2 separate regions of the Canis lupus genome follow, and region 2 is linked to region 1. Evidence: chromatin contacts called from public Hi-C data. All regions are on one chromosome and are shown on one strand. Each heading gives the region's core, a stretch centred on a gene start, on an enhancer-like site or on the middle of the called end of the contact. The rest is flanking DNA. Distances are from core to core; before and after follow the strand shown. Region 1 overlaps LOC106558210 (a long non-coding RNA gene). Region 2 overlaps LOC478670 (lipoma-preferred partner).

Region 1 (4,361 bases), core at 873-3,372:
CCATTGGGAGCTCTTCAGGTAGCCCTAGTATCTCTGAAATATCCCCCCCGGTCGATGTAGGGATCTTTTGTGTATTTGTTTGGTTTCTTTTCTTCTTCTTCTCCTCCTCCTCCTTCTTCTTTTTAGCAAATCCTTCTTTTACGGTATAATCTGGGCACTAGGTGTGTTCATTGCTACTATGGTATCGTTGCTTCTAGGCCAAATATATTTAAAACTTCACATTTTAAATACCAACATACACACAATTACAATAAAATTGCATGATTCATAAGATAATTCTAGATTCAGAAACTATGAAATCATAGCACTGTGGGAGAGTGTGAGGGCTTCTACATTAGGTCCTACGGTGGGTACTGCACACAAAGCTTGTGTGTGAAGGTCTTGTTTCCATCCTGTCCGTGTACCATTAAGACTGAAGCAGAACCTCAGTGGAGAGCAAATCAAAAGTCCAAATTTGAAGTCTTCTCTGAATATAAGGCCACAGCAAAGGGCTCTTTTGCAGGGCTGCCCATCCTATCTCCTCTTTCCATGATAAGCTATGGAAAAAACAAACAGTGGATTTAGAACCAGGGTATCAGAATTCTAGATCTGACTCTGTTAGGGATTCAGAGGATGTGGAAAATGCCTTGTCTGGGCCTCAGTTCTCAATGCTATAACATCCGTAGCGTTGGATTGGATTGTTGCTAAGGACCCCTCGGTTCTAGCACATTATAGTCCAGTAGTTTTACACTGAGAGTGTAATTGACTCCACGTCTGCTGGTACGTGGGCAGCAATATCCCAGAGGGTCTAAGCCAAAGGAGAAATGGTGGTGGTAGGGAGGTCTCTGCTAATAAATAGGAGCTGTTTTATTACTTCCTGAGGATGCTGAGGTCTGTTAAAGACCTTATTTCATCTAGATAATCAGGTCTGAGAAACTTTAGACCTTTTGCTTTAAAAGAATGAAGATCAAAAAAAGTATAGGAAATACTGATTGAAAGTATCTCTTTTATTGCCTTTAAGTTTGTTCTGGAAGATCTAGGCTTTTCTTCTTTTGTTTTTAAGGGCAAACTCCTCATCTGTTATTTCCTCTAACTTCAAATAATTACCTTTAAGGCAGTGATGGCTGAACTACCTCTGAGTTTCTTACTAGGAATCTCTCTCTAGGTTTTTTTTTTTTTTTTTTCCTTCCTTCGTGTGTGTGTGTATGTGTGTGTGTGTGAATGTTATGACATATTTTTCACATCCACATGGGGCCCAGTGGCTTAAAGACTGCCTGCCCAGTTTACAAGTGTCATCTCCTTCCTATCATTGACTGGGACAGTTTCCAAAAACAAACAGAAGGAAGAAAAAAAAAAAAAAAAGAAGAACAATAGTGCTGAAAAGACACTTGGGAACTGTCACAACTGATTATGAATGCTAGAGATCCAAGGTACAAGGTCTTAGAACCTGTCTCCTCCAACTCAACGTTAAAAATCTTCAATTGGTTTTTGGACCTACTCAGCATAACCCCAGACTTTGGTCTACAATTGGTTAAAAATTGATAGAGGTGAGGATTCTGGGACTGCCTTCTTTATTTAGTTTAAATTTTAACCCCTTCCCCCATCCCAGGTACACATACAGATTCAGCTCCTGTCCATCCCTCCCATCTTAAAGTTATGTAAAATATGTATTTGGATATAAAAGTATAGAATTTAGGACAGATAAACATCATGTAAATCATCGGGGTTATTTCTTCACACGGCGGAGGAAACTGAGTCCTGACAAGTGGTTTTGCTCCAGGTTCCAAAAGGGAGTTCCAGGCAGAACTGTAATTAGAAGCCAAGGGTTTTTTGGCAACAAATCCAGGTTTGGGTTTTTTTTTTTTTTTCTTCCTACCTCACACCATGCCCCTGCAGAGTTACATGTTTGTGTGTGTGTTTGTGTGTGCGTGTGTACATGTTACATAGACACTGACATGTAGCAAACATGCGCGGAGCATCTGTAGTCTGACCTCAGGGAACAGTGTAATGACTCGAATTTCAGGCAGCTGAAAGGTTTCTGCGGGTGGAGGTTGAAATAAACAAGAAAAGCCACTGTGGAGATGTGAATGGAAAAGTACCAGGACCCAAGCACTCCCTCCCTCCGCACATTCTTCCGCTCTCCGGCTCTGCCTGCCATCCAGCCGGCTTCAGATAGGCTTCTGCATGGTCAGGTGTACAGAGGGCGGTGTGGAGAAGAAGAGAGAAAAAAAAAAAAAATGCAGGCACAACAAGCAAATCAAGTTTTTCCACTTCTAGCCTTAGGTAGTAAAGACAGCTAAGTACCGGGAGGCAGCCGCAGGGAGGGTGGGCCAGCTACCCAGAGTTTACAAACACTCCAGTGCTTTCCTCTCTTCATCCCTTCCTGGTCCAGCTGCTACTTTCCTTCATGCTAGAGTTTCATAGGAAGTGAAAACCCTGCTGTTCAAAACAGTGATCCAATGCAATAAACAAATGATTAGGTGCCCCCCTCATCACTTCTCTATTTTAAGCTCCTGATATTTGTTTCCATTTAAAAAAAAAAAAAAAGTGAGAAAAGTGTGGAAAATCAGTGTTTGGGGCGGGGAGGGGGTACTCTGAGCTAGGCTGAAAAGGTTTCTAAAGAAAAAAAAAAGTCTCAGAATAAAACAGGCTGAAAGCAGGCAGCATATGGATCAAAATTAAACGTTGACACTTCTTTTTCAGAAGGTAGTAGCTGGAAATCATCTTCTGTTTTTTCTTTTACGGTCTCAAAACTTTCTGCTCGATTCCTCTAAAATATACCAAGAAAACTCTTTTCTTTCTCCAAGGATGATACAGGGAGCTTGTTTACAAAAACTCTAAGTGAAGGATTTGAGAGAAAAGGAATAAGTAAAATTGTAGACAGCAGGTAGACAGCATCTCCCACACCCATCAGAAGCTGTGTCGAGGACCGCAGCACAGGTGACAAACCTAAGCAAACCCAAATGTCCATCAAAACTCAGTAGTGACATTATGACTTGGGAGTTCGTTCTGAGAACGAATTTACAGTTTCCGAGGAACCCAAAGCAGCCTTGCTTTCCCCAATTCTGCCGGGAAACAGGACACCCTCCTCCAAAGCCAGGTAGTCAGATGGCCTTCATTCTCTGAAATGACGCTGGACCATCAAATGCAGATCCATTTTGTTGTGTCCAGGGTCACACAGGCCTCTGGTGAGGGCCAGCCTGTCCTCTTGATGAGGGAAGCCTGGGGGTGTTGAGTGATTGATCTGCAAGGTTCCCTCCCAGTCTAAAATCCGTAATCCTGAGAAGTGATGACTTAAAAGATCTACCAACTTTCAAGGGTTCCTGACAGGTAAAACTGACTTCCCGTTTGGAGCCCCCTTAAAAAGAGGGCAAGACGGTATTTATTCCAAGGATAGCTTCCTTTTCAGCTATGATTGAATTTTGGGGAACTGGATGCAAAATCCGTTCCTTTCCTTAAATAGATGTAATATTAGGACCAGGCTATTTTATTCGTAACAAAGCTTATATTTACCCCACAGCTGCGATCAGGAACCTATTACTATGCCCAGTCCACTGGGCAAAGGGGCTGGCCTGGTCTTCCACTCTGAGTATTAATAGCCAGTGACAATTAAATCATAGGACTGGTTGACACACAGTCCCTCCAAGTCTACAGGAATCGCTCATAAGACCCCAGACATGGAATCTCTCTTTAGAGCTTCTTAAGGATGATTTAAAAGAATTTGAATATATTCAAGTCAATCCTTCCTTTAATCCTATAACATAGCACTGCTGGAGTGAGGGAGCCCACACAGTGATGCCAACTGGCTACTGATGGGGAGAGATCAAGAATGAGAGAAAGAAGGACAATCTGGAAGAAATGCAACTGGCATAAAATTTGACAGTTACGCTCCTAGGATTTGAAAAGAGATTGAGAGGTGGGTGCACAATTTTCCTCACTGTTCATTCAGTAGAGAGAAGGGGATCTACCTAAAGTAAGTCTCTAGCTTCACAATATTTTCAATATTGTTTTTCTTTTAACGGTGTCCTTCTGATTAATTTCTTTCAATGTAAACACTGATTTGGCAAAACAAAAACAAAAACAAAACCAACGGGTCGGTCGTAGAAATGTGGGACTCTGGCACTTGGGCCCAGAAATAATGTGCTGAGAAGGTCTGAGGTCCCCGGTGGTGGGGTTAATTACCTATAAAGCAGGCCTGGTGGGTTTTCCCTCCAAGGGCTCCCAGAAAAGAATTTAAAAGGGCTGAGGTACAAGAAGGGCGAATTCCTTCCCATCCCCCCTTCTGGCTAGTTCTACTGCCAGTGGGAGCAGATTTCCCTCTGCTCTGCAGCGCCCCCATGGGGCTAATATTGGAGTGGCAAAGAGAACGCAGGAGGGACAAA
Region 2 (4,465 bases), core at 1,210-3,709, 920 kb before region 1:
GGGAAGAAAGCCTGGTCCAGGAGAAAAGCAGGGCACTTGGGCCTGGAAGTTGTAGGACCTGTCTTGTCTAGAGCTCATTCTTTTGATGCCTACTAATGCAGCATCGACTGGGTTATGGCAGGGGAGAGAACAGCATCGTCAATTAAACCTGAGGACAAACACAACCCTGTTTTCAAAGAGTAGGAGGCAGACAAATCCCAAATCATGCTAAAAAGTAGTGAAAGCTATGAAGGGAGACTCACAGAGCCCCATGAGCTGTCCAGAAAGCAGGACAGTTTTCCCAAGGCCAGGGACTCAGAGGAAGTGAAAAGTCAGCAGAAACCTGAAGGGTGAGAATGTGTTGGCCAAGCTAAAGCCCAGGAAAGAGTGTTCTAGATAAAGATTGGACATAAGCAGTAATGGATAGGCCAAACATAGTGCAACTGGAAGATGGAAAGTAGTGCCATGGGATCAGAGCACAGAGTGGAGAGGTGAGGCTGCAGAGATACAAAAGGTCTGTCTTATCTCAGAGACCTGGTCTCGGAAGCTCATTCATGCCGCATAGGCATCCCCGGCTCCCGGCCAGTGACAAAAGGTCATGTAAGCAAGGGCACATTAAAATAGGTTAAGAAGCTTTGCTTTTATCCACAGAATCACTAGTGACAGGGAGCATTGTGAAGAGGAATCCCTTGAAATGTTTTAAATAGAAGAGCAACATGATGAGGTTTGAATTTCAGAAAGATCATTCATCCCTCTTTAAGGAAGGATATGTTGGGGTAGGAGTCAAGTACAGGAATCCAGATGGCAAAGGAGCTAGAAAGAAAGTGTATGGGCACCCTTTCTCTCTTGTTCTGCAGAATGAGGCTACTATCGTTAAGAGGTAATGGGTGGCCTCTTGGGGCCCTTCCACGCTGAGGCCTACATTCCACGACTGCTGACACATCACGAGGTGTAAGAAATGCCAAAGATGAGTCATCTGCTTGCTATTATGTTTTGAGGCTGATGGTGGGAATTCCGATTTACAGAGTGGGATTATTAATATTTTTTTTACTTTAAAAGTCATATAAACCTAAGGCTTCTAAAGTGTTTTTTGTTTTTTTTTTTCCTTGAAAGTTTTTCTATTTGGGTCAGTGAAGTTGGGCAAACCAATAAGCTACACCGTAGTTCAGGGAATAATAAAAGCATTTCAACTGCATGTAACTTTTCTAGTTTTTCAATGTATGTATGTACACTCATTCAAAATTTTAACTGCCAGAAAAAAATGAAAATAAAATTTTAATTATCAGAGCAGCCTATAAAGTGAAAAAGTAAACCTCTTCCCCAGAGGTAGCCATACCAAACTTGACTGTTCCTATAATTTTTCTATGCCTGTATACGTGTGTGCATGTATATGTGCACACACACATGCACACATATTCATCACATATAAACGTGTTTTTCATTAAACACAATTGAGATTTTATGTACTGCTCTGTATCTTATCTTTTCTTCAACCAGTTTTTCTTGGTATCTTTTGTAGTACCTATAAATTTACCTTGTTTTTTTTAATAGCTGTCAAGTTATTATATGAATTAGCCATATTTATTTATTTTGTTATTTTATTTACCAGTCTGTTTATACTACTACAAACAATTACACACTACGTGTACTCTTAAAGAGGTATCGCTGGGGGCCCTTGAGCAAATATGTCAAATGGCATATTGTCGTTTGAATTTTAGTGTCAAAATATGTATACAATTAACATTTTGAGAGAGAATACTAAATTTTGTTTCCAAGAGGTTGTATGAACTTGTAATCCAATCCAAAGTATAGGAGGGTACGCGTTTCCCTGCATCTTAGCCAAAACCAAGTATCAAACTTGTAAATCGTGGTCAGTCTGATAATGGAAAATGGGATTTTAAACTGCATTTCTTTAAATAAATAAAATAAAGTGGAACCTCCTGTCAGATTTTTATCAGCTATTATTACTGTCTGTTCTATGAATCTCCTGTTGATGTCTTCACTCTTGTTGTCTAATGGATGGTACTTTTTAGATCAATGTTTATGAAATCTTTATGCAGACTCAAAATGATTGGCTCCACTGGCTATTATTTTTGTTCCCGTGAATAGGTCACTGAGCCTCAGTTTCCAAATGCGTAAGGATGAAACGAGACGATGGATGTGGAACCACACTGAGAACCATAAAGCCCTGCAGGCACAGAATTCTTCTATTTTATAAAGATGTCTTCACTGGCATGTTTCAAATCATCATACATACATAAGCTGTCCATACAGTGGATCACAATGAGATAAATGCTTACTGCCCTAAAACACAAAGAGCGTCTTTAAAAAGGACCCTGGGTGGGTCTTTGTGAACCAAATGGACAGGCACAGTCAGGTGCTCTAGGGCAGGCCCTGGTCAGTGGCAGAGCCAGGTGGGCCTGGTTTCCTGGCTGCCAGCTGAATGCACATTGCACTAAGCCAGGCATGGCACAGTAACTGGGATCTAGTACCCAGGTTCAGAGGCACCACACACTGGCAGGCTCCACATGCTCCTCCTGCGATGAGATGGTGCCAGCAGAGCAGCAGCCACAGAAACTGAGGAGGGGCCCCATAGGCCAGTGACGCAACACTTACAGTCAGCACTGGTTAGACTCTGAGTCACTCCGGTCCATACAATGTAGAAGAACTTGAAAAGGAATCGAAAAGAGTGCTGGCAAGGTTCAGAGGAAGTGACTAAAAGGTCTGGCAATCAGGGCTGTGTGGCAGGGTCGCAGAAACTGGAAGGCCTTATTATCCAGTGCAGGGTATTTACCCCACAGCCGCCCCTGCAGTGCTGACACATTCAGCTGGCTGGCTAGTCCACCATCTCATCCTGTTTCATTCATTTTTATTTACTTATTTTTTTAAGATTTTATTTATTTATTCATGAGAAACACACAGAGAGAGGCAGAGACATAGGCAGAGGGAGAAGCAGGCTCCCTGCAAGGAGCCCGATGTGGGACTCGATCCCAGGACCCCAGGATCACACCCTGAGCCAAAGGCAGACGCCCAACCACTGAGCCACCCAGGTGCCCCTCATCCTTGTTCCATTCAGTATAATCATCTGTCAAGAAACACAGACAGGGGGCTTACCATAGGACGTACTGGGGAAGAAGATAGCGCCCCATAAGGCTAGTAAGGGACATGAGAAATAAAGAAGCAACTTAAATGCCATCTCCTAACTGGCAGGAAAGAGGTAAAGCAGATGATGTTCTCATACCACACGGGGAAGGCCTGAAGGAGGAGGATTCTTGGCTGGGTGATGGAGATGGAGGGAGAAAGCTGCCGCACATTCCAAGAAGGGAAAGTAATTGCCCAGTCCCAGGGGCAACAAGCAACCTTTCTGTTTTGGAAATGTGTGTGTCTGTCTGCACGCGTGGGCACACACCTGTGCATGTGTGAGGCCATAGGCTTTTTATATGCCGATCCAAGGAGGGGGGACTTTATCCTGAAGGCAATAAAAAAGTCACTGAAGAATTTCGAAGGCATTTGCTATAAAAACGAAGGTAGACATAAAGAAAGCCAAAGTATTCCATCAGAATTTGGTGAGTGCGTGTTTAGTAGGAGGAAAGAGTGAAAGGGCTGGAATGCACAATAGACCACTCCTGTGCCTTCGGTCAGGGCAAGCGGGTGGTGCCAACCAGTGACCAGGGACGCAGGCAGGAGCAGGAACAGAAGAGAAAATCGTGGTTCTGTTTTGAAAGTGTTGAAATTTGCGGGCCTATAGACCTAGGTATGAAGACTGTCTGGTCAGTTGACAGATCCATAGCCTGGAGCTCCGAGAGATCCCGGCTGCAGATTTTGGCCTGGAGAGCTTTCAGCACATAGATGATCTTTGTAGTCATGGGGGCAGATGAAACTACCAGAAGAGTGTGCAGTGAGACCAGAAGAGGGATTAGGGCAGGACTAAACAAACAAACAAAACCCCCTAAAACTAACTTTTTTTATCCCCCCCCACCCTTACACACACACACACACACACACACACACTCAATTTAAGGAGTCGAGAGAAGAAAGAAACTCTGCTACAAAAGAGTAGGATGTTACGAGTCGAGAGGTAGGACAAATATCCAGGAGCAGGCAGTGTCAGACACCAAAGGAAGACTGTTTCAAAGAGCCAGCATCAACAGGTTTCCACGCTTCAGAGGGCTCAAGACAGATAAGGACAGACAAGCCCTCAGTGTATTGGAGGCCGCTGGGGTTGTTGAGGAGTGTCGCATAAATACAGAGGTGGGGACAGAAGTCAGGTGGCAGGCTCTGGGTTGTGAGCAGGACGGGAGATGGGCAGAGAGAACAAAGCTTAGATGTGTGTGCATGCACGCCCACGTGCTCACACATGCACCTGCACTCGTATCTGGTCCTAGGCAATGTTATCAATGTGTGGATTCATGTGTCCACCACCCTGAATACGATCCAGGACAATTCCCTCCTGTTGCCTTTTATAACCACATGTACACCATCCCTG

What was found. A called contact is a pair of places that touch in the nucleus more often than the background predicts.
Region 2: a contact with region 1 is called in a Hi-C map of skin fibroblasts, with 4 times the contacts expected there. The contact joins two enhancer-like sites. A contact is called at or near these places in 2 of 9 Hi-C or Micro-C datasets (amygdala and skin fibroblasts).

The regions. Positions count from the first base shown.
Region 1 is chr34:20,320,487-20,324,847 of UU_Cfam_GSD_1.0, reverse strand. It overlaps LOC106558210 (a long non-coding RNA gene), which reads right to left. Exons shown (of 2, transcript XR_005383875.1): 2 at 1-536. Among named protein-coding and RNA genes, the nearest start is that of BCL6, 16 kb to the right of the region's middle. Within about 2 kb of position 2,122, at least 10 of the 20 cell types and tissues checked have an H3K27ac peak or open chromatin away from gene starts, as enhancers often do.
Region 2 is chr34:21,244,150-21,248,614 of UU_Cfam_GSD_1.0, reverse strand. All of the region lies in intron 8 of LOC478670 (lipoma-preferred partner), which reads right to left. Among named protein-coding and RNA genes, the nearest start is that of MIR28, 90 kb to the right of the region's middle. Within about 2 kb of position 2,459, at least 6 of the 20 cell types and tissues checked have an H3K27ac peak or open chromatin away from gene starts, as enhancers often do.